2 separate regions of the Bicyclus anynana genome follow, and region 1 is linked to region 2. The links are chromatin contacts, called in public Hi-C maps. All regions are on one chromosome and are shown on one strand. The core of a region is the stretch at or near the end of the contact, and the rest is flanking DNA. Distances in the headings are between cores, read along the strand shown.

Region 1 (3,722 bases), core at 122-2,621, 200 kb after region 2:
TGCAAAAAGTGATCCGAATTTCACATGATCACAATTTGTGATTACATAATAGATTATAATATATTTATGTATAAGTATATAGTTTTTACACTTCCTAAACACACAACTCGACATTGTAGACAATTTAGATATTATGTGTTTAAAAAACTGTCGTTGTTTAATAGGTGACCAAATAAAATTTAGACAATTGTACACATTTGTCCGTCTCAGTTTAGATGCGCCAGTGCCCTGTCTCTAGTATAAAAATATCATTGCTGGAACTATAAATATGATCCCCACCTAGTAACAAGTTAAAACTACCCGCAGCATTAATATAAATCTCTTTATTACTTCCCTCCAAAGTAAGAAAAGGAGGTCAAAGAAAGTAAAATAAAAGGCTTAAGCTCAAAGGCTCTTTGACGAAGCGCTGAATAGTCGACGCATTATTGACGCACATAATAGCTACTTAGATGAATGTACCAACATTGTAAGGACGTCGTGAGAACGTCAGGCTCAAACTGAACTCCCAGGCAAAGTTGTGGGGTAAACATGTCAACTTGGTACGTAGACGAGAAGTAAATAGACAGATAGAAAGTAAAGATGATTCGTTATTCGGTGTCATAACGCGCGCCATTTTTCCAGGTACAAATGTTTGTGCCCGAAATACATATTTCATTGTCAATAATGGCATTTAAACATATACTTTACTATCGGACGCCCGCTACTTCGTCCGCGTGGAATTTAGTTTTTCCCAAATCCCTCAGGAACCATGGATTTTTCCGGAATAAAAAGTAGCCTATGTGTTAATCCAGAGTAAAATCTAATACCATTTGAAATTTCAGCCAAATCGCTTCAGTAGTAGCGGCGTTAAAGAGTAACAAACATCCAAACATACATCCAATCATTCATACAAACTTTTACGTTTATAATATTAGTAGGATTAAACTAACGTAGTCTGAGCACTGATGATGAGCCAAAGTGGTTTTGCATCACGAGGTCGTCTGGGTAGGCTATGAGATTCTGAATTTTTCTCTATGAAACTGTCAATTGAAATTCTTAGAGCGGAGTTGAGAAGTTTCACGTTAAGCCTTCGTTCCCGGTCTTTAGCACTAATATTTGATATTAGTCGTTCATAAATTTAGAAATATTAAAGCCCACCAAAAAAACCCGCATTAAAGCAGCGTGGCCCTCGACTAGGCCGTAAAAATAGATTACAACAGTCTTAACCGTTTTATCGTCGGCTTAAAACCCCCAACACCTATATTAGGTACCCTTTTTGTAGCCACTGAATTAAAATGCAAAGAATTCGCTTACAGAACGACGACAGTCGCAAACGTCTCGTTAACGAATACCGCGCCATCGTTGCTCATTAATTAGCAATACGCCGCGAATATTAAGCGGAGTCGGGCTTTGGGGGTACGCGGGGAAAAAATTAATAACCCGCATTTCAGGCAACTCAATTAAGACAATTAGATTGCTCGGTTGAGCGCTGGTGATGTTGGTGACAACTATTGCTGTCGTATTATCTCGACTGTCTTATTACCATGACGGACTGTGATAAGCATTTAGATACGTCAAATATTTCAAATAAACCTACCAATAGAAGGATTTGTTTACGAATATCATCCGTAAACAAATCCTCCAAATTTCAGAACGTTTCATCATAACTTTTACGATATAGAGAGAAATTATAATTGCATTTCAGGCAACTCAATTACGACAATTACATTGCTCGGTTGAGCGCTGGTGATGTTGGCGACAACTATTGCTGTCGTATTATCTTGTCTTATTACCATGACGGACTGTGATAATAGCATTTAGATACGTCAAATATTTCAAAAATACCTACCAATATAAGGATTTGTTTACGAATATCATCCGTAAAAAAATCCTCCAAATTTCAGAACGTTTCATCATAACTTTTACGATATGGAGAGAAATTATAATTGCATTTCAGGCAACTCAATTACGACAATTACATTGCTCGGTTGAGCGCTGGTGATGTTGGCGACAACTATTGCTGTCGTATTATCTTGACTGTCTTATTACCATGGCGGACTGTGATAAGCATTTAGATACGTCAAGTATTTCAAATATACCTACCAATAGAAGGATTTATTTACGAATATCATCCGTAAACAAATCCTCTAAATTTCAGAACGTTCCATCATAACTTTTACGATATGGAGAGAAATTATAATTGCATTTCAGGTAACTCAATTACGACAATTACATTGCTCGGTTGAGCGCTGGTGATGTTGGCGACAACTATTGCTGTCGTATTATCTTGACTGTCTTATTGCCATGGCGGACTGTGATAAGCATTTAGATACGTCAAGTATTTCAAATATACCTACCAATAGAAGGAATTGTTTACGAATATCATCCGTAAACAAATCCTCCAAATTTCGGAACGTTCCATCATAACTTTTACGATATGGAGAGAAATTATAATTGATTTTCAGGCAACTCAATTACGACGGTTAAGTTGCTGGTGACAACTATTGCTGTCTATCTTGACTGACTATTATTACCACGACGTACTGTCATAATATAATATTTTTTTAAGTATTTTGATAATGCCACAGAATCACAATTATGTAAAAAAGATATATTCAATTGAAAAATATTTCAATAATAGGACAGAAGGTTTAGTTTTCTGAAAATCGTAGTTATCAGATAATAACTGGACGTAATTGTTGAGAGATAATAACTTGTTTAGAATTAAGTTCATCATAACTGTCTTATTACTTGACTGACTGTCGTATTGACGTAAAGATTTTTAAGATTTCTATAGAATCAGTTAAAAACCTTACGATTGCGGCGATTAATTTTTTTTACAGCGAAATATCCTAAACAAATCTACAACACAAAAATACCAGACAGGAATGTTATTAAAATAAAGAACTTGGTCCACGTGAAATTCAGTTTTTCCGAAATCCTGCAAATTCTGCGGGAAACATGGATCTTTCCGAGATAGATAGTACCTATATACCTACCTACAAGTATACGAGTGTGTGTTAATCCAGAATATAATCTATCTCCCAGCCAACAGTAGTTTTTGCGGAAAGAGTAATAAACATCCATAAATCCATCCATACAAATTATAATAGGATACATAGTTTCTCTCTGACCTGTTGAACCAATCAAATTGATAATTTTCTTAGAACAACTGCGAAATATCTTTCGGGGTATTTTCGTCATTTGACGGCCTCCGTGGCGCAGTGGTATGCGCGGTGGATTTACAAAACGGAGGTCCTGGGTTCGATCCCCGGCTGGGCAGATTGAGATTTTCTTAATTTGTCCAGGTCTGGCTGGTGGGAGGCTTCGGCCGTGGCTAGTTACCACCCTACCGGCAAAGACGTACCGCCAAGCGATTTAGCGTTCCGGTACGATGCCGTGTAGAAACCGAAAGGGGTGTGGATTTTCATCCTCCTCCTAACAAATTAGCCCGCTTCCATCTTAGACTGCATCATCACTTACCATCAGGTGAGATTGTAGTCAAGGGCTGACTTGTAAAGAATAAAAAAAAAAAAAAAAAATCTGGATTCTGCTATCTGAATTGTGTAACTACAAAAAATACAAACTCGACATTTCAATAATGCTTACAAACTATGCAAAAATAAATAAAATAAAACCTTACATTAAATGTTGCCACCGATGTTAGTAACTTAATAGAGACTTTGACTTTTCAGGAGCTTTATTGTTTAAGTTTGAAATAAACAAATTTCAAAGATTTATTA
Region 2 (3,825 bases), core at 182-2,681:
GTAAAAAGAAAATAACGTCTAGTTTTATTTATTCAATAGTTTCGAGACTATTTTCTCATTTAAATAAATAAAAAACGATAACGTAACTCTTATCTCTCTCACCTGACATTCAGTACTTATCAAGTTTATCACATTTGATAATGGCTATCAAAATACGTTCACATACCTACTTATGTACCCACATAGGTACATATTTCTTAAAATTAAAAAAAAAATATCTCGAGTAAATTCAGTTAAAAAACGTTATTTTTTATTTTTAGATAAGTAGGTACCAAAGTTTTTACGTGTTAGTTACAGGTTCCTATTTTGTTACCGTCAATGGAAATGGAAGCATTCGAATTTCGACCATTTGAAATTTTTATTGTTTTTGAATTGTTTAAGTATTATTGTTTTTATAAAGTTATTTTAAATAAACAAATAAAAGATATTAATGAGAAATAAATTCTAGAAGGGAATATTAACTGTAGGTGCCTACCTAATGTAATATTTCTTTATTCATGTGTTTTAGTAGGTAACATAGGTAAAAGTGTGTGTAAAGTTTTCTTAAGACTTTTTAACTTCAAAGCAGTTCTGAATCCTACACTAATCGCCTACCTGAGAACAAAAATTCGTACTTAATTTTACAAATTATTGCTCAAAGTGCATGAGTTAAAAACCTACGACATAAGTACCTACTTTTGTACCTAAATAACAATTTACAAATTCTAATAAGATTCCCACAAAGGCAAAACAGACATGTGTGATTTGTCTTCCACAAGAAAATAGCCCTACTTGCCTTGCTAAATAGGTACAATCACCCTACTTTTAATTTTCCAACGTTACAGTTTCAGTGGAAAATACCTAAGTGTAATTAGGTAAATACCTAGTACAGAGTACCTACCTACCTGTCAATAATTTCAGTACTTAAGCCTGGTTTAAATAAAATTCCTTATCCCTACCCCTACGAGGTAATCTGCCAACTTAAACGGGATTTTGACTGCAACTACAACGCATGATGCAAGGTAATTTTAGCGGGAAAAGTAATTAGAGGATTTTCAAGGTTACATTTTCATTAATTTTAGTAATGTTTTTATGTGGATTATCATTTTAAATTTTGGTGAATGAAGTGGGTACCTCACCTATAATTTTAATATTATTTACCTGTGAATATAAAATTATTGTCCTTCCACTGCATTACAATACTACAGGAAGTACACATTTTTGTATTTAGAACACAACAACACAATACGAAACTTTTGAATCCGCTCACTCGCCTAGCCAATCCGGCGAGAGTAGTTTCGCGGGCACACTTCAGGAATTTGCATTTTAGTTGCAAATAATTAGTTGTATTGTTTATGCCGCGGCAGTGGCGGCCGCTCGCGGACACAGCACTGCACCTCGCCACATGATGCTACTAAAGTAACAGCGTCTCTTTCCCCCATAACTTTGGCACAGTCTTTTTACAGAGGGCGCAGGCGCCCCTGACCTTTTTTAAACCGCGCCCAAGTACTGCAACACTCTACGCCGCGCACCTTCAGTGAAAATAGCGTTTTTTTTTCTGTGCATTTTTTCGCGACATCTCACTCTATCGTCTACATTTGCTAATTCACCGTCCCCCTCCACATAACGGTCGCTGTGGGCACCGCTCTAGCGTAGTACTAGATGGGTAATACTTTCTCTCTCTAGAGACGCCGCGACGCTGGTGACGCCAATTATTTTGCACTTCTTCAGTGACTAAACATATCTTATAAAAAATATAACCTTAATTTCGACCTTATCTCCTTATGATAAAATGCAACACTAAACATACGAAATGCAGTTACGACTTTATGATTTACAACACAATGTGTAAAGTTCCGGCCATTTTTGCGATAAAAAATGCTTTGCATGCACGTAACCACGCCTTTGTATACGCATATTGCTGTCTATTTTACTCCTTTTTTATTTTTCGATTGCCATCTCGCTCTGTCATGCACACATGTGAAAGATGAGCGAATGCTTCGGGACGTTTTACTGAACGCCATCTAGAGGTGGATAGCGGAACTCGCTCGAGAAAGGGGTTCGTTTCTAGTTTACTTTCTTTTCAATGGTTTGTATCTGTGAGTGAAAGGGGTTGGTTTTTGGATTAGTTCGGATATTCACCGCGCTATCGCAGCTCCACGTTTTAGAAACAAACCTTATAAAGCTCCTCAACTAAAAAGGGAGTGCGTGTTGCTTATAAATTAAATCATTCAAACGAGCCAATTAATGAACCGGCTTGACAATTGAGGGAAGAAGGTTTCATGTCTATAAACAATTTAATCAAAGGGATTTAGCTCTGAATTAGCATTTTATTTGCTTGCCGCGATCACTAAGCCAGCGGGAGATCTTGAGCAACGACCGACTACGCACATAACGTTTTACTAAAGAAGAGGAATTATTTTTTTAAACATCAATAAAAATACCTTCTAATTTAGTATGGCCATACGTAGATGTTATCGTTTATACCTTTAATTTGGTGATGTGAAAATTTTAATTTTAATTGCTAATTCAAATGAGTCAACCAATGAGATGCAAGCGAGTCGTCACGGAGTCCGAGCATGTATGGTGATTATTTTTAATTTGTTACCGGCTTTAATGGAGGGGATGCACATTTCTTATATTCTAGTAATCGTTTAAATAAAATAATTTAAAAATTAACCAGGTGTTTTGGTCATTAAACTTTTTATAGAAAGGTTGCCAAGAAAATTATTATTGTTCTAGCATTAAGACTAGATATTTGCACACTTCGTTCTGTGATTCATCATTACATTATCATCATCATTCCATTACATCAAGGTACAATTTCTAAATTTCTCACAAATTTACAAATTTAATGTAATCTCTTGGTCTATTGTCGTACCCACTCCTAGCACAGTCTTTCAAGACTAGTTGGAGGGAAATGGGAATATTGGTCATATATTAAAAAAAAAAACTCTGGATCTACTGAAACAGTTATGAAAAAAGAAAATTCTTTCACCAATAGAACTAGGTAGTAACATGGGCTATATTTTAACCCTTATTCAATGTTTGACGTGATAGTCCAGTGGATATGCCTTCGATTCGTTGTGCGTAGGTTCAAATCCGGTCTGGGGCAATCTTCTCCAACTTTTCAGTTATGTGCATTTTGAGTAATGATCTTGATGTCTCAAGAGGTGATAAAAACGTCGTATTTTCTAAATTCTCTACGTGTGTGAAATCTGACAATCCTAAAAAAACTAGCTGATCAATCAAAAAGTAGCTGACGCTTTCGGTTTCACTCGCGTGGTTCCCGTTCCCGTTAGAATACGAGGATAATATATAGCCTATAGCCTTTCTCGATAAATGGGCTATCTAACACTGATAGAATTTTTCAAATCGGATCAGTAGTTCCTGAGTTTAGCGCGTTCAAACAACAGACTCTTCAGCTTTATAATATTTAATATTAGTATAGATTTTCCAGTTGTGGGAATCAAACCAACAGCATCTGATGTAGAATGTAGGGTACAAGCCCACTGTGCCACTCGTTTATCACTCAGTAATCATTGTTACAGCCTATTATCTGGTTGTGCCACAAATCTCCCGTATCTCTAACAGTCACAGACAAAAGGATCGTGTTGTTATGCCAACAGTGGGCGGCAGCCATTTTGAAACCGAAAGGTTTGTTATTTCGTGAGTTAAAGTAAATTAGACAATCTCGGAAAGATAATTGAAAATTATACCTGTTTGTGTCATCATTAACTACCTACCTTATTTTTTAGTAATAGGGATAGGTATTATTTTAAATGCGTTATTCACATTTTTACGTTCTGGTTAGTGGGTAGTTTCTGAAACCTGTAAACCAGAGAA

The links. Hi-C and Micro-C count contacts between places; a contact is called where the count stands out from the background.
Region 1: a Hi-C map of whole body shows a contact between it and region 2, with 6 times the contacts expected there. The contact joins two enhancer-like sites. A contact is called at or near these places in 2 of 2 Hi-C or Micro-C datasets (whole body and whole larva).

What each region holds. Positions count from the first base shown.
Region 1 is chr15:13,610,405-13,614,126 of ilBicAnyn1.1, forward strand. No RefSeq gene overlaps it. Among protein-coding and RNA genes, the nearest start is that of LOC112054558, 67 kb to the right of the region's middle. Within about 2 kb of position 1,372, at least 1 of the 8 cell types and tissues checked has open chromatin away from gene starts, as enhancers often do.
Region 2 is chr15:13,405,465-13,409,289 of ilBicAnyn1.1, forward strand. No RefSeq gene overlaps it. Among protein-coding and RNA genes, the nearest start is that of LOC112055601, 5.1 kb to the left of the region's middle. Within about 2 kb of position 1,432, at least 8 of the 8 cell types and tissues checked have open chromatin away from gene starts, as enhancers often do.